Linked DNA regions of Mus musculus: all the other regions are linked to region 1. The links are chromatin contacts, called in public Hi-C, HiChIP or PLAC-seq and promoter capture Hi-C maps. All regions are on one chromosome and are shown on one strand. Each heading gives the region's core, a stretch centred on a gene start, on an enhancer-like site or on the middle of the called end of the contact. The rest is flanking DNA. Distances are from core to core; before and after follow the strand shown.

Region 1 (5,559 bases), core at 2,265-4,764:
AAGTGTCAAGGAGGAACAGGCCCGCCTGGCCTGGGAGCACGGCCGAGGGGAACAGTGAGAAGCAGAGAGGCAGCTGCACCACCACCTTCCATGAGCAGCTTGCCCAGGCACTCCAGGTCTGAGAAGCAAGTCCCTCCCAGGGAGCTAGAGGCTTGGCACTCAGGAGAAAGCCACCAGAGTCTCTGTTCTACTGCCGTGAACTCATGTTTCGCCATGTTCAGAGGCCACAGCAGCATGACGGGTTGTGGCTTCTTTCATTTTCTTTTCGTTTCCATTTTCTCTGGGTTTTTCTTTATGCAGTAGTTGCTTTCTTCCTCCTGCAGTTCCAGACCACATGGAGCTATATGGAAATATTGCACAGACATAATTGTTTTGCAGCATTGCAGAGTCCAGGAGTAGGAGCCCAGGCCCTCCCTCCAGGGTAGAGATTTGAAGAATGGAAATTGCACTAGGGGCCTCTTCCTTTGCCGTATGGACAGAAGCATTCTTGATTGCATTCAGGGATTGCAAGGACCACATGGACTACATGTCACAGGTGGACAGAGGGGCCACAAGCCGTTTTGCACAAATGCTTGCCCACCTGCCCACTCCTCCTCCTAGGAGTGTGCAATAGAGGGGCTGGTCAGGCACATGGTGGCCTAACTGCATGCCCAGGGCATACTGCCAGGCTTCCATGGGCCGGGCTGGTCTCTTATCCCACTTGGACGTTATTCATCACTTTTATTTTGGACCTTTCGCTCCTTTCCACTCAAAACACCTCATGATCTGCAGAAGCCTCCGTGGCTCAAAATGGACTTGAAAGGGTGATTATCTCTCGTCCTGGGGCTTGACTGAAATGAAGCTAGAAGGGCTTTCACTCCTGCAGTGAGTTAGGCCCCTTCCTTGGATTAGAAAGAGCTGGTGTGAGAGTGAGGCTGGAGTGTGGCAGGAGCCAGAGAACCTTTTGCTTTCCCAGGTGGCCCCAAATGCCTGCCGCTTAGAGCCTGAATCAGGGATTTTCAGCACTACCTCTGAGCCTTGGGGTTGGCTGCCCAGCCTGGCTTCCAGGCCCTGAGGATGTGTGGTCAGGTTCAGCAAGCTCCTGGGTTTAAAAATATATAAATAAATAAATGGTGGGAGGAAACTTCTCCTTTTGGAGGCAGAGAGCCACACAGGTAAAACTGTTATCTTCCAAGCAGCCAAGTACTGAGCCCTCCACTCCAAACCCATAGGGACTGCCCACCACTCAGGGTTCAGGACAGGCAGAAGGGCAGTTTTTCAAACCTCCCCAGTCTGTTAAGTAGGGCACAGTGGTGACTTTATAGGGAATTCTTTCATGTCAGGGCACTGACGTTACTCTTGGTATTATGGTGGGGGTATGGTAATATTTCACCAGGGTGCTTCTAAGTTACTTTTTAAAATAACTTGTCTTGAGGCAATTGTTTTCCTTTTATTTGCTTACATTCCCATCAGTGATGGCCATAAAACTGCCTTCTCCTTGATGAGCAGGTATGTTGCTCCCCTGTTCCCTTAACTAGTTGGCCTTCTGGCCTGCTATGGCCAAGTTCTGGCCCCAGCTGCTTATCCCTTCTCCACAATTCTTTCCAAACAGAAAAACCCATGGTCACAGTGTTTTTCTCTTAGAAACAAGTTTAATAGAACTGTCAGCAAATAACCTATAGGAAAAGAAAGAAGGCCCATTTCCGTTCACAGTATGTTGGGGCCCAGGTACCAACAGTGTAGGGCTTTCTGATACCCTCAGGATCATTCAGGCAGAGTGGAGACTGTTGAGGATGTAGGTAGGCCAATCCAATAGCCCCAGCACCAAGGGCACACACACCTGTTCCTGAGCCCAGACTCACTGGTAAGCTTGTTTCTGGACCGTCTGGGTTCACAGGTATGAGGGTCAAGTCTAGCTTGGGATGTGATTCTTAGGTAGGGCAGCTTTAGGTTTGTTTCCAGGCACGTCTGAACCTCAGTCCACGGAGGCAGCCAGTCATCACATGCAGACATCTCCTTTCTCCACTTGATGGCACAGGAGGTAGGGAGGGGAATGTAGGGTTAAGTTCCTTGACCTTGCTTTATGCAAAGTGAAATATATTTGTGTTACTTCTCTCCATTTTCCCCAACTGGATGAAATGGACCTATTCTGAATACTTTTTATTGAAAAACCAGCCAGTGTGAGGGAAATGGGAGGTCAGAGATCAGAATCCTTTGAAAAGATTGTGAAATACTGATTTTCATTGTTTAAAGCGTATTTGTAAATACCTATTTGAATGCTGTGTATTTGTACAGGAATTTGAGCAAAAAAATGTATAGAGTATGTCTAATTGGTAATAAGCCCTATAAATGTGTTTTTAACCTCTGGCATTCTGTGCTTATTTAAAACAAGAAAACTTCTAACCATTTCTTTTGTGTATTCATGTCTAAAGAAAAACTGACTTAAAATTATCTTACCTGTACCAGAAAAGTTAAAGAAAAAAATTTGTGCCAGTGTCCCAAGAGGCATTTTACTGTATATATTGTGGTAGCATGTTATAAATCCAACAAAAAATGTGACTTTTAGATGTAAATATCTGGCAACTGACTCCCCCACCTCCATCCCTTGACTGCTGTGATGTGAATTAAAGATGAATACCTGATATTGATCCACTGATTTCACTGAATGGGAGCATAAGTGCCCCTCTCAAACCCTTGTCGCCGGGCTCCAAGCCCTTTTAGCTCCAGATACTTTTCTGCACTTAGTCGGCCGCTCTCCATATTCCGCCTTCCAGGGCGAGTGGCCAAAGCCCTTGCACTTAGCATTAGGGCAGTCCAGGCGGTAATGTCTCCAGTTCCCATCCTCGTGTCTCCAAGAGTGGAGAACAAAACCTCCCAAGATCCCATGGCCTCCATTTGGAAGGTAGACCAACGCCTCTGCTCGCAGCCTTGCCGCGAGGTCCTCAGAGGCCCAGGACGGGAAACGACTAGGCAGGCCGAGACCTTTCGTTTAAGAGGTTCTGCCGTCTGACCCAGGTTAAAGCGGGGTCTGAGCAAGCCGGCGAATCAAAGTGGACGTTCCCCTTGATTGGCTCGGCAATCCACGTGGTAGTTCAAAACAAGGAACCGCTTCTGATCCATGCTCCCGCCGCCCATCCTACTGGCTATAGGGTGGCGCCAGAAATGCTGCTCTACGAGTCCGGGCGTCGGGAGGAGTGGGTGTGGAACCAAGACTCGGCATTCGGGTCGAGTCAATAGATTGAGAGGGTTCCGGGTAAGCAGCCAAAGCAGCTGCCCTAACCCAACATGGCGACCCGTGCACCTTCCCTCCGCACCCCTATGGACCGCCCAGGCTCAATCAGCAACCGACAACTGTCTAGGTCCCAGACAGCAGCAGCCAATGAGGGAGGGTAGCGTGGAGCCGCCGGTCTGGGCTCCTGGGCACGTGGACCAATGAGGATGCAGCATATGGGTGGGCGCGGGGATCGCACACCAATGGGAAGCTCAGGTTTCTGTTCCAGCCCACTAGGCGGAACACCGCGCCGGGTGCGGTTCATTCGCGCGGCGGCGGCGGTGGTGGAGACGGCTGAGGAGGATGTGGGCTACGCGCGGGCTGGCGGTAGCGCTGGCCCTGAGCGTGCTGCCTGACAGCCGGGCGCTGCGGCCAGGAGACTGTGAAGGTGCGGGGGACCGGATGGGGGCGGCCTGGCGGCGCTAAACCCAAGGAAAGCGAAAGGGTGGGAGCGACGGCCCGTCCCGGGGCTCCGCTGGAGAAAGGGCCTCACTTATTTCCCGGGCCTAGAGACGTTGACCCATTTAAGGGAACGCGTCGGTTCAGTAGCGTTAATAACTTGGCCGGAAGCCCACATCCCGGGAGTTTTTGTCTTCCCATCACTTTAGCGATTACAGGAAGGCATCCTGTGGGCCGCAACCGTCTCGGGGTTACTAAGCTGCACTTGGGGGTTCGATGTATTTGGAATGAGGAGCATTTTGATCATTTGCTTCAGCCTTCAATCTGTCCCTTATGAGGTCACAATGAGTTCCCTCAAGGACACGTGTCCACTCTAGACTTAAACTTGAAAAGAGCAGAGAGGGTTGTGTGTGGGTCACTTGGGTAATGTTCATTCCCAGCATGCAACTGGGTACAAGGACCCCAGCAACCTAAGGGCTCTGTGCACTTCTGAGTACCCGAGTTAAAAAAAAAAATTAATCCCTTCTAGCAAAACTGCTGACAGAGTTTTTTCCAGGGGAAATGGAGACTAATAATTACTTACCATCTCCTCCCTCTTTTCCAGTTTGTATTTCTTATCTGGGACGATTTTACCAGGACCTCAAAGACAGAGATGTCACATTTTCACCAGCCACTATTGAAGAAGAACTTATAAAGTTTTGCCGTGAAGCAAGAGGCAAAGAGAATCGGTTGGTAAGTAGCTGGTGACCCACCCAGCCTGTCCCTGGCTCTTGGGCACTGTCCACTTTGTGATGGGACTTGTATATATACTAATGTGAGGTTTAAGTGTTTTTATCCTCTATTTATTAAACATTGCTATAAGCTGAATATTGGTAAGACCAGGAGAGAAAATGACAGGCAACTGCAAGGCAGTGATGCCAGATGCCATGAAGGAAATAAGCTAGGAGAGTTGGTGGGTGGGAGCTGAGAGAGAAAGTAGTGGGTATCTACCTCTGAGGACAGGGAGTCAGTGAGGTGGAGTGAGCACAACTCAGGCAATGGGAGTGCCCAAAGACCAGAATGAATTTGGTGTGATTGGAACCAGAAGTAGTTGGCTAGGTGCCCCGAGATGGCCAGGGCCAAGTCAAGGTCAAGGACCCTGGCGGAGCATCAGCCTCTTGTAGCTTTAATTTCCATGGTAGTCTCTCATCGGAACTCTAACTCTGCAGCTGAGCATATATCAAGTGCCTCGGGCCTGGGACAGCTAGATCTGGGCAGACTAACAAACCGAAGCCTTGGCAAAGAGAGGTTTTCAAGGTGACCTAACAGTTGTCTGGAACTGGAGAGTTGGTTATGAATGTGTGCTGCTCTTGTGGAGGACCTGAGTTCAATTCCAGCATCCACAGCACCCTGCACTGCAGCTCCAGGGAACCTGATGCCTTCTGGCCTCTGACACATGCTCTCATGCATGCAGATTTTTTTCAAGGCTTTCATTTTGTTTTGTTTTGGTTTTTGCTGCAGTGCTACTACATTGGAGCCACAGATGATGCTGCCACCAAGATCATCAATGAGGTGTCGAAGCCCCTGGCCCACCATATCCCTGTGGAAAAGATCTGTGAGAAGCTGAAGAAGAAAGACAGCCAGATCTGTGAACTAAAATACGGTGAGTGTGACTCGGACCCTGTGCCTTCTACCATCTCTGCATACCCTTTCTGGACTTAACTTTCTAGCCAGAAGAGTCATCAAAAGCGGGTTTGTAGCATAAAGGATGATTCTCTGTGCTGCAGGGAACAGACTTGCGCATCGAACATAGGTGGAGGTCAAAGGGTGACTTAACATACTTTGAAGGATGAGGGTTGACCCAGAGGCCATCTGATAGAGCAGTGCAGATAGAGATTATAGATAGTGGTGGAGTACGTAGAGGTCAAGTT
Region 2 (5,559 bases), core at 1,034-3,533, 700 kb before region 1:
GCTGAGAAGGCTGGGACAGTCACTGGTGGTGCTCCGGGCCTCACTGGCCGCTTCATCCTCACTGGAGCCAGAGTCAGCCTGGGTACTGCTCCTGGCACCTGGGGACATAAAATCCCAATCTGACCAGCTTCTACCTGTGAAGGGTGACTCAGGGCACCTCAGTTAACTTCATCAATGCTATCCCATCTCAGAGATGAGCAAACCAAGGCCTGAAACCTGGGACTTGAATTAGGAAGCAGAAAAAAAGGGAAGAAAGCCTATCTGCTAGAGAACACAGGAGCTAGGCCTACTCAGGGACAACCTGGCAGACTCGGCGAGTGGGAACTCCAGGAAGGCATAGCCTTTGTTTTTCCTCTCCCAGATAGGGTTTCTTTGTGTAGCGTCGGCTGTCCTGGAACTAGCTCTGTGGACCAGGCTGGTTTTGAACTCACAGAGATCCACCTGCCTCTGCTTCTCCAGTGCTAGGATTAAAGTCGTGTGCTATCTCTGCTTGGTGGACACAGTCTGCTTTAAGGACAGCAGGAACCACAGAGTGGCAGAAGGGACTGGGATGAGTCCCAGGGAGGCCTTTGGCCCACTTTAGGTTATGGTCAAAAGTAGATAATGTAAAGGTTAGGGCTCAGGTTATAGAACTAGGCAGACTCAGGGGTTTAAACCGAGCCTAGGTCTTATGTTCTCCATTGGGCTATACCATTAGTGCCCCCTGCCCCTCATTAGGGCAGAGGTAAAATTTGACCAGTTGCCCAGCCTCTACGGTGTGGACAACAAAGTACGCCCCTCGGTCTAGCAGGTAAAGACATGTAACTGGCAATAGCTCTGCTCCAGGCCACGGCACTCACTAGGCTACCAACTCTGGGAGCAGCAGAGGCCCAGGTCCCTGTGGGTGTGCTGGGCACTCTGTGTTTCAAATATATTGTTTTCTGAGCTTCCTTTGGTCCACTCAGGGCCACCAACTTTAGGTATAGACACGATGGTGCCTCTGAGCCTTGGAAGACCAGAAGAAGCTCTTGACCGGGTGTCTGAAAAAGTAAACATAGGGACTCTCAAAGTGTCAGTAGGGCAGGAACAGAGAGACGGCCTGTGAGCTCTCTCCAGGGCTGAAGACTGGCCTTAAATAGGGCAGCTACTATGGTAGGCACCCTGGACAGGTTCTGACCCAGTAGGAGTCCTTACACCTTAGGGACCACTAACATTACTTGCTTGTAAAAAAACGTTCAGCCCACACGTTGATTTCTGTTCACCTCTTCTCTTACTATCCTACTTGTCAAAACTGCCCGGACGGTCTCATCTGCCGCACTGTATTGTGGTCCCTTTGGCTGCTGGGCCCTTGCGCCAGATTCTTTACCGTCTCAGAAGCTCCCCTCACAGGGCCTGCCATAATTCTAAGACCACTCTCGGTAAGTATATGCTTTCAGTACTAGTTCTTGTGGAACTGTCACCACCCTATTAAATGCCCCGAGACCCAAGCCACATTAAAGTGGCTGTCAGGTCAAAAATATGCTGGGCAGGCACTCTTTTTCAGCAGTTGTTTGTTTAATGCAACAGGTCATGCTTCTGGTTGAGTCTGATAAGAAGTCTCCAGGCTGCTTCGGTCTCTCTGGATGTCCTCCCGGTCTCTAGTCCAATTGACAGGGCCCCAATTCTCTACCTTTCCAATCACACTTCCCCGTTTTACAGAACAGACAAGGTCTCTCTGCTAATTTCCTTGTGCAGCCTACCAAATGCACTACTAGTATTTGGCAAAAGGGTTGGCTTCACGCTCTTTCTGGTGTGGTTTTCTACCCCAGTAGCGATGGGAAAACCTAGGTCCTTAATGCTGGTCAAGTCATCGTTGCGGCGCGGGATTTCGAAAAACAGCTGGCAATGTGCTCAAGTGAGGCGCACACGTGGCCAATGCCAGCTGGGGCACGTGCGAGCCTTAGCAGAGTTCTGGGAGGTCACGCTGGGCTGATCTGGGAAGATTCATCAACTCAGGTCCCTCAATGACATCGAAGGGGAATCACGGAACACCCCCGCTCACTACTGAACAAGTCTACTGGAGCCCCCGGACTCACCTCCTCCACGGCGCTGACCGCCCTTGCGGAGCGCATTGCCCTTCCGAGCACGAGGCATTCCTGGAACCGAGAATTGGGAACACGGGAATGGGGCGCGGGGTCAGGGACCCGGAGGGCGGGGACTCCAAACCAGCGAAACGCTGGCCCGTGTGCTGAGCTGAGACTGGCGAGGACGACAGGAGCCACACGCCGCGCGCGCCACCATCTTCGTGAGGCGCCCCGCCCTGTCAAATGGGTCGCTGGGAAGGTGAGTTCCCGGCCACCAAGTTCAGATCCACATACACGCGGCCGAAACTACTATCCCCAGGCATCAGCGTACACAGATTAGCACCGCCCAAGTTGTGCGCAGTGCACGACGGGAGTAGTAGTCCATTCCGGAGACACATAAGCCGACGCCGCTCTAGCTAAACTATGTACCCACAATGCCCTGCGTACCCACTTCGCCCCTCCTTCCCCTACCCCCGCCCGCGCGGTTCATAGTTAACTCAGTAGTTTCCTTTCTCACTAGAAGCGTCTGCAGGGCCTGATAACGAAGCACCTGCTTGGAGGCGCCAGGTTTGGCCCTAGATAGAATGGTGAGGACAAACTTCAAGTAATGAAAGAGTGACTTTATGGATAAAAATACAGATAATAGCTTAGCGTTTAACAGACCTTAGCTTAATTTTTTTTGGGGGGGATGTGTGTTGGGAGGCATGTAGGGGTTGTCTGAACCTAGATTTTACTTCTCTATAGATACGCTGGGGTATAGGAACAAAGTCCTAGGCTAGTCACCTTAAATGCCTGGAACTGACCCGGAAGCTTCTTTTTTTTTTTTTTTTTTTTTTCTGAGACAGGGTTTCTCTGTATAGCCCTGGCTGTCCTGGAACTCACTTTGTAGATCAGGCTGGCCTCGAACTCAGAAATCGGCCTGCCTCTGCCTCCCGAGTGCTGGGATTAAAGGCGTGCGCCACCATGCCCGGCTCCTCAGGAATTTCTATGGAAGTTGTATTGGTGGAAGTGGGATATGTACTTGGGAAAGTCCCATAAGCTAAACAAAGCATAAAGGGGAATTCCTCTAGGACTGGGAAAATGACAGCAGGGTCAAGTAGCAAAGGCAGGGACTCCTGACTCTATGTTGGGCTCAGGGTTTAGGCTCCAGGCAGGTAGGGCCAGCCCAACCCGAATAACAATGGCATCTGAAGGAATTCCAAGCTCCAAGACTGTCATCTGGCTGCAGATGTAGAAAGGCTTCCATTTGTCCTGGGTCTTTCCGGGCACATCGACCATGGCCATGACATCGCTGGTGACTGCAAGCCATGGCAGCCTTGGTCACATTGATCACATAGGGGCCTAAAGTGCCCACTAAGTAGTCATGGAGACGCCAGCACTTTTCCTACACAGAGAAAAGATAGGTCAAAGCTCCTTTTCTATGACTTGGCATGGCTTCTCCCCTATCTTGGGGCTCCAGCATGTGCACGATGAGGGGCAACGCTCACCTCAGAGCTAGAGAAGCTCAGGTCCCCCCAGAGTACCACTCCAGCTGTTCCCAGTGCGGCACTCACTCCAATAGTCTGCATCAGGTCGTCCTGCAGGCAGAGAACTGTTAAGCCCAAGCTTGACTGGCCAGATCCATCAGGGCCCAACTTTACCACGACACCATTTGGTTTACTGCTATGATTCTGCCTCTAGAGTAGAGCGCTTTTAACAGAGCCTCTAAGTAATTTCTTAGAACTTCCATTCAGAGAATAACAGTCCTTAGACCAGGGACCACTGATATCTCCCAGTACATCACCATACCTCCCTAGTCCAGGACAGGGTCTTTTTGTTGTTTTGACTTTCAAGACAGGGTTTCTCTGAGTAGCCCTGGCTGTCCTGGAACTTGCTCTGTAGACCAGAATGGCCTCAAACTCACAGAGATCCACCTGCTTCTGCCTCCCCAGTACTGGGATTAAAGGTGTGCATTACCACTGCCTGGACTAGGATAGGGTCTTTTTTTTTTTTAATTAATTAATTAATTTATTTATTTATTTTTGGTTTTTCCGAGACAGGGTTTCTCTGTATCCCTAGCTGTCCTGGAACTCACTTTGTAGACCAGGCTGGTCTTGAACTCAGAAATCAGCCTGCCTCTGCCTCCCAGGTGCTGGGATTAAAGCTGTGTGCCACCACGCCCAGCTAGGGTCTTTTAAAAAACCCCCAGATCATGACTACCTCCAAGTCCTTTTGGGAAAGTTTTCTCTTCAGACCTTTCTAGGACATGGCTGTTTCTCTAGACTCTGATCCTTAGACCTGAGCTTCTCCTTACCAGAGACAGGAATCTCCCAGAGCTCCGGTGTGTGAGGCGAGAATAAGCCAGAACAGGTAGAGGGTGTGAATGCTCCAAAAGGGCTACACGGAAGGCTTCCTCCAGGCGGTGTCGGACAAAGGCCTGACGGTAGGCAAGTGGCAGTCTGGGTGGGAGGTAGATGCTAGGGAAGAGAGCACTGGAGGCAGCCCAGAGCCAACGCAGTTGGGTGTTTCGGGTGGTGATGGCTGCATGGCAGTGGCCTGTGTAGTTGGAAGCCATCTTATGCCAGCCATTGCCACAGGCTGGATATCTGTAAAAGCCCCAGAGGCCACTCGGGCGAAGTGTCCGGCCCAGCTGCAGAGTGTATTCCATGAGTGCACGGGCAGCCTGCTCAAAGCTAGTATGGGCTTTGTGGAGCTGTTCCTGAGGATCCAAGCCAGGGAACATCTGCTGTGTCCAAACCCAGGAGGCTGCCAGGTAGACTTGTCGATGGGGGCCCCAGTTCCCAGCCCAGAGTGGGTACCATTCTTCCCAGTCCAGCACTGCCAAGCCAGCAAAGCTAGATCCTAGGCTGTGTAGGATCTGGTGGGCAGCTCGTGCCAAGTGGTGGTCTAAGGACACAGCCTGAGGGATTCCCCCATTGTGGGCTGTACCTCTAGGTCCAAAGTAAGGATAAAGACCAAACTGGTTCTTGTAGAAGATGGAGATGTTTTGGCCGTGAAAATGTTGGCCGTGGTTGGCTACAATGCCGAGGGCATCGAGAGGCAGATGCACACCAAAATGGGCCTTACATCTTGCTGAGGGTACATTCCATACCACAGAAAAAGGATGTTCAGGAACCTGCAGCAAAGCTTGGCCATGCATCAGGCACAGGGTTAACCCCACCACCATCATTAGGCCTAGGTGCATGATCATGCCACAGAGATGGAGACCTGCAGGAAAGGGGGTATGGGCTTAGAGTCCATGGCCAAAGAGACAAACTGCCTTTTGCACAGCAAGCAAAGCTTCCCCTCGTTGCTCTCCTCAGGGAATGGGACCAAGCTGGGGGGTGGGGGCAGGGATGGGGTAAATATGGCCTCCAAGTATTCCACGGGTCTCCCAAAGAACCCATACCCTTAGCATCCTGGGCTGCTCCCCTCCAGGGTCCTCCATCTCTGTCAGGGTACAGAGAGTACAGGGTACTCTGAGGCCTCACAGACTCATGGACATCATAAATCCTTTTCCTTCCCCTGCCCACATTGC
Region 3 (5,559 bases), core at 1,525-4,024, 670 kb after region 1:
AAGGCCCCCCTCATCCCACATGCGGCCCATACCGTTGCCGCTGAAGTCAAGAAACCTCACTGAGTTGCTGTTGAGATGTGAGGACACACGGGTATGAATGTCATTGTGTGCCAGGCTAAGGCTCTGTAGCATGGACAGATGGGTCACAAAACTGAAATTGTGGCCTATACCCTTCATGCTAAAGGGCTGGCTGTTGTAGCTCAGGTCCAGGGCCTGCAACTGTGGTAGCTCACTGAACGATTTCCAGTGGTACAAGTCCAGTTTGTTATGGGACAGGTCCAGCACCTGCAGATTAGTCAGCGGCAGGAACTGAGAGCCATTGACAGCCTGTGCAATGGAGTTGTGGCTCAGGCTAAGACACTGGAGGCGTGAGAGATTGACAAACATCTCTGGCTTGATAGTCACCAGGTTGTTCCGAGACAGGTCCATGGTGAACTTGAAGTTCTTACACCTGTCCATGAAGTTCTTAGAAGCAGGGGTGCTCAGCGGAGCTGGGTGAGGATCCGCAGACAACAGCTCCTCCTGCTCTGCATCATCTGCCTCTTCAGGGGTGGCTTCTGACAGCGTTGAAGGCCCACTGATGCGATTGTCTGACAAGTCCACAAAGCGAAGGGCTCGGAAGGTACCAAAGATGCTGAGCTGTGCCTGGTTGATGAAGTTCATTTGAAGATGCAGAGTGTGGAGTTTGGGCAGATCGGCCAGCCATCTGAGCGTGTACTTGTTGAGCAAGCGGAAGAAGATGCCGTTCATGTTCAGCTCCTGCAGTGACACCAGGTTCTTAAAGGAACTTGCCAGGTGGAGGCGGGCAAAGGATACCTTCTTGCGGTAATTGAAGGACAGGTTGAGCTTGCGCAGGCGGGTTAGGTTCTGAAAGGCATTGGTGTGGGTGATGCTTTCATAGAGAAAGTTCTCGCTTAGGTCCAGCACCGAGAGGTTGACCAGACCTTGGAACCAGGAAGAGTTCAGTGTATGGAGAGAGCTGTCCTTCAGCACCAGGCCTTCCAGATGGCTCAGGTGATGGAAGGTCTCAGGGTGCAGGTGGAGGGACTTTTGGCCACATTCTATACAGGGATTGGGGGCATGGTCACAGCGACGGCAATTCCCACCCACATCAAGTACTCGAAGGGAGGTCAGATTGGCCAGGTCTTCAGGCCCCAGCTTGACAATGAGGTTATAGGACACCAGGAGGTACTCCAGGCTGGGGGGCAGTTGGCGGGGCACCTTTGTGAGGTTGTTATACTTCAGAGACAGATGGGTGAGATTGCTCAGGCCCAGGAGGGCGCCTGGGGTCACCTTCACCGCTCCTGTGCAGGGGTTCTTGTAGTAGCAGTTCCCGTCCATGAAGAGAACGCGCAGGCTGTATAGGCCGGCGAGGCTGTTAGCATCTAGAACCAGGATGTTGGTGTGGCTCAGGCTCAGATTCACCAGGGAGCTGGGCAGTCGGGGCACAGTGGTGATACCATTATAGCTCAAGTTCAGCTCCTCCAGTGTACGCATAGCCAGGAAGGTTCTGGGCTCAATGGTCATGTGGCAAGAGAAGTGCAGGGGGCTAAGGCCAGTGGGTGGACAGTTCCACTTGAGGTTCAGCTGCCGCAGGTTGGACAGGTGGACGAAGTCAGAGTTGTGCAGGTGGTGGATACGGTTGGAGATCAAGGAGAGGCGGGTGATGTTGGAGCAGGATGCTGCCGCAGAGAAACGGGGTACAGACTTCAGGAACAGCCAATTGCAGTCCACCAGGCCATGAGGCTTCAGCTCACAGGGTAGGAAGGCAGGCAGGGTACCCAGGGCCAGAGTCTCAGCCAGCACTGCAGCCTGTACCAGGAGGGACAAGGGGTGCAGAGTCCTTCGACGGAGAACCTGTGAGAGCCAGGGCTAAATGAGCAAGTGTCTACTGTCATTGTACACTCTTCTACCCTCTCCTCCACACTGGGACTTTCTTCAGGGCTTCCAAGTCGTCTTCAAGTGTTTCCCCACTGCCCCAACAACCAGCCTCCTTCTAGCTACTCAGATCCACCATTTGGGTTTAGGCACAGCCGCTCAGAGCAAGGACACAGAACCAGGACTAGGCTGGAATCCAGGCCCCAGACTTGGAGCTTTTGCTCAGAACACAACCCGTAGCAGAGCCGAGACAGCCTCCAGCAGGCCTACTGGGGCTCTCCCACTTTCTCTTCCTCTCCTCTGGGGCCTCAGCTTTTTCCTCCTGACCACAGCAGCTGCCTGAGATCTGTACCTCCACCCCACCCCCCTGAAGCCTTGCTCCACTAGCCTCCTGGATTCTCCTTGACCAAAATGCAGGGAAGACTGAACCCTTACTGAGGTATAGGTTGGGTTCCATCTAGGCTTTGACGGCACTTGCTGGCTCTTGTTAGCCCCCATCTGACTCCCCAGTCTGACTTGAGAACCCTCAACCTGCCGAGAGGTCGAAGACTCGGAATGAGCAGTGGGTGGCAGGTCTGCAGGCCAAGTGCTACCATTAACCGAAGTCTGGGGCTTTAGCCTCCCCATCCACCCAGCAGGTTCAACTCTCTGCTCAGGGGATGGCTTTTGCTCCAATTCCCTTAGGGTTCCATGAGTGTCCCAAGGGCACAAAGTGGACAGTCCTTTCCATTGCTGTCCCTTCCCATGGTGCCCCTCCCCCCAGGGGGGCTAAGAACTGGGGTCCTACCATGTTGGGAGATGGAGGATTCTCCCGAGGCTCCCTCTGACAAACTGGGCGGCAGAGAATGATGTTCCACACCAGGGTCTCTCAGAGAATTGAGGAAGTGACACTTTCACTACAGCTTAGTAGCTACTTTGTCCCTACCCTGAAAGAGCAGGTGGTACAATGAGTCACACATCATTTGCATAGTCAGATGGCAGACAGATAACCCCCTCAACCCCTTCCTCTTTCCACTCTCCTCCCCACCCCACAATCAGCCAAAGGGTATCACATATGCCCCCCACCCCCCAAAGAGCTGTGGGAAGGAACCAAAACCCAGACTCCAGCCCAAGGTCAATGAGAAACCAGATTTTAATAGCACCAGAGCTAGGCAGAGCACTGACCCTCGTGAGGAGGGTGTCACCTCACTCTCATGCCTCAGTGCCTGTCTCATGGGTGCTCTCGGGACAGTGGCTCTCTCACCTACTCTATCCCCAGAACTCTATGGAGAGCATCTGTGAGCCAGAGGCTGGAGCCAACATCTGCTTTCCTACTACGGCAGCCTTCACATCTCTTCCAGCAATAGTATCTCCCACTCTGCATCTCCACTTCCCGAAACGCCCAGTCAGACTCCAGACCCCAGAGCACAGCAAGCTGCTGGAGCTTCTGAGGTAGGCTGCGGCTGGTCCAGCCAAGATTCTGGCTGATCTTGCTGTCATGTGACACTGTTCCTGGGGAGATGTGAGCAAGTGTGTACTCACCCAAGTGACAGACCAATGACAGACCAAAACCGAGGTACCACTGACGTCCAAGTTGGTTTACCAATGAATTTTATTGGAGTTACTGGTTGAAGTATGGATGAGGGGTTACTAAAAGGAGCAGAGATGACTCAAAGACAGCTGTATCACCAAAGCATAGGTCATGGATACTACAGAAGCTAGAAATGGAGAGCTCATGGCACAATGTATTGACAGCTCAACCTGGGGCATTGTGGGAAGTGGGGATGCAGAGTGGGAGACACTATCCCAGTTGGACAGTGAATTGTCCAGGCAAGACAGTTGGTCTGAGCCTTTTTCAGGCAGCTCAGCTGGTCTCTGCTTCTTTCAAGCTCCTCTGTGCACCTCCCTTTGTCTGAGCGTGCTTCTTAGCAGTCTCCACTGTCCATATAAGCTTAGGGAGGACCAATTGCATCTGGTCACTTTCAGGAACTTCCTGAAGCTTTTTTTCAGTTGTTTATATCCTGAGGTGTTTTTGTTTGTTTATTTGTTTCCTCAAGACTAAGTTTCTAGCCCTGGCTGTTCTGTAACTCATTCTGTAGCCTGCCTCTTGTCTCTTGCGTGCTGTGATCAAAGGTGTATGCCACACCACCCTATCTCCCTGGGGGATGGAATGGTTCACCGGTTGGAAGCACAGCCAGGAGGTCCTTGTGCCTACAGAGATCGCCAGAGGAACCAAGAACGTTAAGCACACTGGGTTGTCTTTCTCATGGGAAAGATGAAAAACCTGTTCTTCCATGCGGAAAGGTGAGGGCAGAAAGTGATTAACCTTCTGGTGATGTTGGGCCAGACCACAACAAGCTCCTACAACCAGGACCAGAGGTGGCCAGTGTTACAAAATATATAAATTGTGGTGGGAGTCAGGGAGTACTTGGCAGGCCAAGGAGAAATCATGTCACGTGACAGGCCTGATTTAAGGGAAGTTTATTGTGGGGGGAAAGGAGGGGAATGGGGACCTGGAAAGGGGGTAGAGGCAGAGAAAAGGAGGACAGTGGGGGAGTGCTGAGGTAGCAATTAGTCCTCTTTATAAGCTGTGCCTCTGCTTCGCCCGCTGCAACTGGTAGATGGCAGGTGATGGCACAAGCCTAGGTCCTTGGGAGGAGCCTAGTGGAATCTGTTAACCAACAGCGAGTAATCTAAATGACTGTTGCAGCCAGAGACCCCTCCAAGCTCCCACAACCAGGACTAGGGGTGGCTAATAGCCCAAATGACTTCTGTGCTATCTGTATGACTGAGACCAGGCCAGACCCATAAGCTAGTACAGGTAGCCTACTTCTAGAACCCATCTTTTACCCAGAGTTGAGTTTCAATGTAATTCTTCATCCTTGTGCTTCAGGGATAGTATTATACCAGGTAACTTCCCCCCACCCCCAAATTACACTGGGCTGAAATCCATTGGGAATAAACCGCGTGTTATTAAGGTTTCCAAAGTCTGATCCAGGTTGACAAAGTCAATCTGCACCTGGTTTTCATTCTTTTTTTTTTTTTTTTTTTTTTTTTTTTTTTGGTTTTCGAGACAGGGTTTCTCTGTATAGCCCTGGCTGTCCTGGAACTCACTTTGTAGACCAGGCTGGCCTCAAACTCAGAAATCTGCCATCCTCTGCCTCCCGAGTGCTGGGACTAAAGGCGTGCGCCACATGCCTAGCCACTGGTTTTCATTTTTGTTTCTTTATGGCCGCTGGTTTTCAGTTTTGTTTCTTTATGGGGTTCACTTCCCTGTTTGACCCCTCCAGGAGCCTCCTCAGCCTTCCTTGGAGGTAAGTGCTACCCAACGCTGACCTACTTGGCTGTCACCTTCTCCTTTGGCCCTGGTGACTAGAGCTGGTTCTTCAAGCTCAAAGCCCCAGAGACCCTGGAGAGACATTAAGCCCTGATTCTGTCCCTTTAGAAACTGCCCACTGCTCACAACCTGCCTATCCACCTGCTGCCTGAGCTGACATCATCTCTAATCTAGACTCCCCCCCACACACACACACACGTCCTGCTCAAGTCCCCTGCAGCCTGTCCATATTGAGCCCCTGGAAAGGCTTGTTCAAACCTTTCTCTCTCTCTGTGATGGTTTGTATATGCTTGGCCCAGGGAGTGGCACTATTAGAAGCTATGGCCCTGTGGGCATGGGCTTTAAGACTTTCATCCTAGTTGTCT
Region 4 (5,559 bases), core at 1,243-3,742, 610 kb after region 1:
AAGATGTAGCTAGAATGTACAGGAAAAAAAAGAGTCTCTCTGTCTCTGTCTCTGTCTCTCTCTTTTTCCTTTTTTGGTTTTTCGAGACAGGGTTTCTCTGTGGAGCCCTGGCTGTCCTGGAACTCACAAAGATCCACCTGCCTTTGCCTCCCCTAGTGCTGGGATTAAAGCTACATGCCACCATGCCTGGCCCTAGTTTCTCTCTTCAAGACTGCATTACCAGCATGCACAGAGCCTGCATGGCTCTGTACCCAGGTCCTCTGCGGTACATACTATAGATTCCAATTTAATGTCATTATGGGATTCCTGAGTGTGTACACAAGTATGTCTCTAATACTTTTTCTAAAATGTGCATTTGGTGTTTTTCCTGCAAGTATCTCTGTGTGGGGGCGTCAGGCCCCTTGGGACTGGAGCTATAGACAGTTGTCATTATACTCTTCACATGCAAAAGGAGCTTATGGAGCCTACTGAGCCCAGCATCCAGAAGGCTGGCAGCTAGAAGCAAAGCCAAGGCTAGAAAGAGCAGCATGTCCTTGCTGTATCTGGCATCCCCACACCACGTCTCCCAGTGAGAAACTCAGCCGTCTCAGTTTAGAATCCTGAGGCCTTCTCTTACCCAAGTGCTTGGTGTTGAGACTGAAGTCCACACAGGTGACTGCATCTCGGTGGCCCTTAAAATGTCTCTCCAGTGAGGGGTCCTCCTGGAAAAAAAAAAAAAAAAAAAAAGCAAGGTCAAATGGTTATAACGAGATAACAGGTCCTCCCTGGAACTAAGACTCTTCCTATAACCAGGAGACGTTAAAAGCACTCAAATCATGATCTCGTATGTTGAAAATTCTAAGGAATCCACTATAAACTGCTAGGACAAATGAGTACAGCAAGGAAGGGTTCACGATCAGCAAACACACAACCACACAAACGATCAGACGAATCAATAAATCCACAACAAACAGATCAAATATGGGCCCAGTGTGGGGAACAAACACCTTTAATCCCAGCACTTGGGAGGCAGAGGCAGGTGGAACTGTGAGTTCAAGGCCAGCCTGGTCCACACAGTAAATTCCAAGAGAGCCAAGACCATAGTAAGTTATCTCCCTCCACCTCAAACACCAAAAATTAAAAACAAAACAAGCAAACAACAACAACAAAAAAAACAAAACGACAAAACACACACACACACACACAACCAAACCACCTGAAGAGCTCCAAGGAACCCAGCTTGGGAAAGGATATTTCTATGATACAGCGAAGCCATTGCTATTCCACAAAGCTCTACCCCAAACAAAGGTGAGGCCCAGTGCCCAGCTCCACCCCCAAGCACACCTGCAGGTTCACGCCTTTTAACAGATGGCCTGGTAGTTCAGGGGTAAGAATCAACTAAGGAGCAAGGGCTCATTCCCTCTCCTGTCCTCACCAGAGCCTCTCAGAAACACAAGGGTGAGGAAGTGTCCATCCTAGGCTCAGTGGGCAGAAGCAGATTCAGGTCTGACTCCATCAGTGACACCCCTTCCCAATGCCTTCTTCCCTGAACAGTTTCCCCTAAAATCTGCGTGGAGCTAAATGTAAACAGAATATCAAATCGGCACTCAAAAGTCTGGTTTCTATTTCTACCCAAGTCTTCTCAGGTGCATCAGGTACCACCTGGCCCTGTGGAAGCAAATTCTTATTTAAAGGACCAATTTGAAGTCCTTTTCTGGAGTGGGGGGAGGGGTCAGAATCGAGCCCTGGACACACTGCAGGCTTCCGCTATCCCAGGCATCCCGATGGCCTACTGCTTCTACTTGTTGGAAAAGGATGTCACCTCCAAAAAAGACCTGTTGCTCACAAGAGGCCAAGCTTACGAGGCTCGCCCCAGGCCACGACAAGGGTCGGGCCTTGATGGTGTCTTCCTCAATACGCCGTACATTCCAGAGGCAGAGACTTATTTCTTCGTCCTGGTGGTCTAACATCTAGCCTGGCACCTGGGGTGCTAAGTCAATGCCCGGATCCACCCCGTAACCTTGGATGAGGAGGTCACCCTAGAACCCCGCGTCACCATCCGCCTCTCTCGCGGCCATTGTTCCAACCAGTCAGGTGCTCACTATCCAGGGACTTACCTGGCTGGGAGCAGCCATAGCGGGGCTAGCGGGCTGGTAGGACCAGCTGTGCCCCAAGTGCCAGAGATAGCTGGGTCGGCAGTTGTGCCAGTTCAGTTTCCGCGCCCCCAATCGCCACCAATAGCAACGCCGGTGGCGTCGCCGCGTCCCGCCCACCGCAATTAAAGGAGAAGCGCCCTAGGTTTTTGTCCGCCGACCGGAAGTCGGGTCGTTCGATAGGCGTCAAGCTCTTGTCCTCCCGCTCTTCCAGATGAGGTGACCCGCCGAGCAGCCAAAAGCCTCAGTTCGCTGTCACACTTTCCTCCTAAGAACTTAAAAAAAAAAATCTTAGATGAAGGTTTCGGCCCTTCAGCTCTAGCTCAGGTAACGGAGCGCGCAGCCATCGGGGAAATGAAGTTCTACATAGCACTTATACCCCACAGTCTTAATAAAGGTAGAACTACATTTACCGAGATGCTCCGGGGCGGGCGGAGTTTTACCATTATGAGTGACAGGCTTAAGTATCCCGGAAGGAGGATACTGACTGGCCTTGCTCTTGGCTTAAAACGTCCGATCAAGGCGCCATGGAGAACCAGGTTATTAGCGCCTTGGGACCCCAGAATGGTTCGTTCCTGCGAATACTCCTAAGTGTCTATTTAAAAAAAAAAAAAATGGAGTCATTCAAGAGTCAGAACCATGGTGCAGAAAGACATATGTTCAATTCTTAATTCTCTACTGGGTGACCTCAGGAAAAATGCGTCTACTCCGAGGGCCTGCCTCCGCGTTTGTCTTAAGAGGGGATGTGACTGCGGCCCGTCTTGCTCGGAACTCTTTAGCCTTAAGAAGGCTTTGGGTCGTAGCCTGACCTTAGCTCCAAAAAAAAAAAAAAGGTGAAAGAAGCAATCGTCGGGCGGAACCACCAGAGGCCGTCCTTTTCCACCTTCTGCAATGAAAGCAGCCGAAGCCCAGAGTGACCTGTGCATCTGACCTGAACTGGATGTTTTGTAAGATTCAAGAACCTTCCATCCATCATCTCTCCTGGGCCGGCCAACTTGTCCATACTCAAAACACTAATTAGGATCTGGCTGTGTCCTGAGGTTTCTTACCACATGCCTAGGCTTGAAACTGTGTCCCTAAATCTGCAGGGACAGTAAACTCAGAAACTGGCGTGTGGGGGAGTGTATTTGGACCTAAAAGAATGATTCATTGGTTCAGAGTGTATATGGTTCTCCCAGAGGACGAAAGTTCTATTCCCAGCTCCCATGTCAGATGGTTTACAACTGCCTGGAACTCCAGTTCTGAGGCAGTTCAACACCTCTTGTCTCCTGAGGCACACACACACACACCATTAAAAATAATTCTTTTAGTGTTTTGATGAGAGATACAGGATCTATATCTGATCCTATTTTAACTATGTTGGCATAGAATTGGTACCTTGACATTAGAAATGTTTAAGCTAATTTAACATAGGCAAGGTGAAAGTCTCAAGACAAAAATAGGTGCTCACAAATTCCCAGCCTTCCCATAAACAGTTTTCAGTTTTTCTCTTGTCAATAAGTGTGTCACGAGCACCCCATGCCAGAAACATGATGGTCACGTTTGTATATTCCTACAATGTCAAAATGAATTGCCTCTCAGGAAATTCCCAAGCTGTAGCAGTTTGCTGCTTTTCCAGATAAGGTCTCTCTATGTGGTCCTAGCGTTCCTTCCTCTGGCAGCCACAGACTTTTTATTTTTACTTTTTTAGGAATGTCATATGTAGGAATGTTTTGCCTACCTGTATGTATATGTACCATACTTATGTCTGATGTCTTATGAAGACGCCGGATCCCCTGGAACTGGCGTTGCAAACAGTTGTGAGCTGTCACGTGGGTGCTGGGTCTGAAACCCAGTCCCAAGTAACCTTAAACCAGCCCCACTAATCTTTTTCTGTTGCCTTGCTTTTTTTCTTTTCTTTCTTTTTTTTAAGAATATTGTGGGGTAGCCACCAGAGGAGACTGCTAAGACACGGATTTAAGCCAATAAAAAGTCTTTATTAGCCAGCCAGCAACTACACTGGGTGTTGTTCAAGATCCCATTGTAGCCGCAAGGCTTTCTCAGGGTGAGCTTTTAAGCATAAAATGTTCTGGGGGACTGGAGAGATGGCTCAGTGGTTAAGAGCACTGACTGCTCTTCCGGAGGTCCTGAGTTCAAATCCCAGCGACCACATGGTGTGTCACAACCATCTGTAACAAGACCTGATTCCCTCTTCTGGTGTCTGAAGACAGCTACAGTATATACATATAATACATAAATACATATAATAAATAAAATAAATCTTTTAAAAAAAAACATGTTCTAGATTGACATACTTAACATGAACAATTAGTCAGAAGAGAAACCACAGAAGTCCAAAAGCAAGGTTAGTACATTTAGAGAGTTTCCCATATCTCTGGACTTTGACGAATTAGGTAATTGTTTTAGTTTTGGCAGGCGGTGCTATCCATGTGCTGAGTTTTACAGCCTGAATGGTATTTCGGCAGTTGTGGGGTTTCATGTAGGCTGGCCTTCAGATCACTGCATTAGCCGAAGAAAGCTTTGAACTTCAGATGATCCTGCCTCCGTTCTGGAAATACAGGCTTATACCATCTTGTTTGGTTTACACAGTGGTGGGGATTTATGCATGCTAGGCAAAGCAAGGTCCCATCTGATCTATAACTCTAGTTACATGATTCCAATCTTAATTGCTAACATTGTTTCCAGATCTCTTACCTTTACATAATAAGGTACATGGAAATATGTGTATATAGGAATGTATGCATACGCAATGTATTGTTTTTAAGGATTTATTTTATTTATATCAGTGCACCGTCTCTGTCTTTGGACACACCAGAAGAGGGCATCAGATCCCATTACAGATGGTTGTGAGCCACCATGTGGTTGCTGGGAATTGAACTCAAGACCTCTGGGAGAGCAGTCAGTGATCTTAACCACTGAGCCATCTCTCCAGTCCCCAACAATGTACTATTATGTAGACTACACAGGAGAGATTGAAGAGATCTACACATTTCAAAGAAGCCTTGCTGGAAGGAGAGGTAGGGAACGGATACAGTTGCGAGGAGTTCTGAATATTGTTATACATGTTGTTAATGAGCACAGTTGAGAACTGTAGGTGGTTCTCAGGGCCACCCTGCAGGGGCAGAGGGGCTGCAGAGACACGGGGCATCTCAGATATGGATGGACAAACAGAGGAATTTGAATGAGCCAAGTTAAGGAGAGGGAGTTGCGTTGAGTCTTAAGGACTGTGAATTCTGTTGGCCCCTCACACATTCACTTGGTGACTGGGGGACTGGTCACTGAAAAGCAGGTTAGTGGCGCTGTTACAGGTGTTAGGTCTTCTTTTTATGGAACCCAGAGGAGGTTATTGCACTCTTCCTTGGTCCAGTCTGTTCCGAGGAGTTCTCAAGGGGCTGGGCATGGCAGCATGTGCCTTCAATCTCAGCTC

Evidence for each region. A called contact is a pair of places that touch in the nucleus more often than the background predicts. HiChIP or PLAC-seq counts read pairs in DNA pulled down with a chosen protein or histone mark. Capture Hi-C pulls out chosen DNA fragments and counts their contacts.
Region 2: a promoter capture Hi-C map of pancreatic islet shows a contact between it and region 1. The contact joins the promoter of Ifrd2 here to the promoter of Manf in region 1. A contact is called at or near these places in 4 of 39 promoter capture datasets (embryonic stem cells, erythroid cells, neural stem cells and 1 more), 2 of 484 Hi-C or Micro-C datasets (B cells and pro-B cells), 2 of 115 datasets of contacts at active chromatin or transcription factors (large pre-B cells and memory CD8 T cells) and 1 of 9 other capture datasets (pancreatic islet).
Region 3: an H3K27ac HiChIP or PLAC-seq map of double positive thymocytes shows a contact between it and region 1, with 4 times the contacts expected there. The contact joins the promoter of Tlr9 here to the promoter of Manf in region 1. A contact is called at or near these places in 1 of 115 datasets of contacts at active chromatin or transcription factors (double positive thymocytes) and 1 of 9 other capture datasets (adipose tissue).
Region 4: a contact with region 1 is called in a Hi-C map of CD8 T cells, with 4 times the contacts expected there. The contact joins the promoter of Poc1a here to the promoter of Manf in region 1. A contact is called at or near these places in 4 of 484 Hi-C or Micro-C datasets (CD4 T cells, CD8 T cells, double positive thymocytes and 1 more), 2 of 115 datasets of contacts at active chromatin or transcription factors (double positive thymocytes and memory CD8 T cells) and 1 of 9 other capture datasets (liver).

The regions. Positions count from the first base shown.
Region 1 is chr9:106,889,893-106,895,451 of GRCm38.p6, reverse strand. It overlaps Manf (mesencephalic astrocyte-derived neurotrophic factor), which reads left to right and starts at 3,514. Exons shown (of 4, transcript NM_029103.4): 1 at 3,514-3,638; 2 at 4,254-4,381; 3 at 5,150-5,291. The coding sequence starts at 3,554. Dock3 (dedicator of cyto-kinesis 3) reads left to right here. Exons shown (of 53, transcript NM_153413.2): 53 at 1-2,627. The coding sequence ends at 58.
Region 2 is chr9:107,584,442-107,590,000 of GRCm38.p6, reverse strand. It overlaps Ifrd2 (interferon-related developmental regulator 2), which reads right to left and starts at 2,283. Exons shown (of 12, transcript NM_025903.2): 1 at 2,055-2,283; 2 at 1-98. The coding sequence starts at 2,112. Hyal3 (hyaluronoglucosaminidase 3) reads right to left here. Exons shown (of 4, transcript NM_178020.3): 2 at 4,336-5,249; 3 at 3,530-3,619; 4 at 2,642-3,426. The coding sequence starts at 5,232. The coding sequence ends at 3,175.
Region 3 is chr9:106,219,813-106,225,371 of GRCm38.p6, reverse strand. Tlr9 (toll-like receptor 9) reads right to left here and starts at 2,774. Exons shown (of 2, transcript NM_031178.2): 1 at 2,666-2,774; 2 at 1-1,857. The coding sequence starts at 2,668.
Region 4 is chr9:106,277,994-106,283,552 of GRCm38.p6, reverse strand. Poc1a (POC1 centriolar protein A) reads right to left here and starts at 2,492. Exons shown (of 11, transcript NM_027354.2): 1 at 2,097-2,492; 2 at 617-701. The coding sequence starts at 2,114.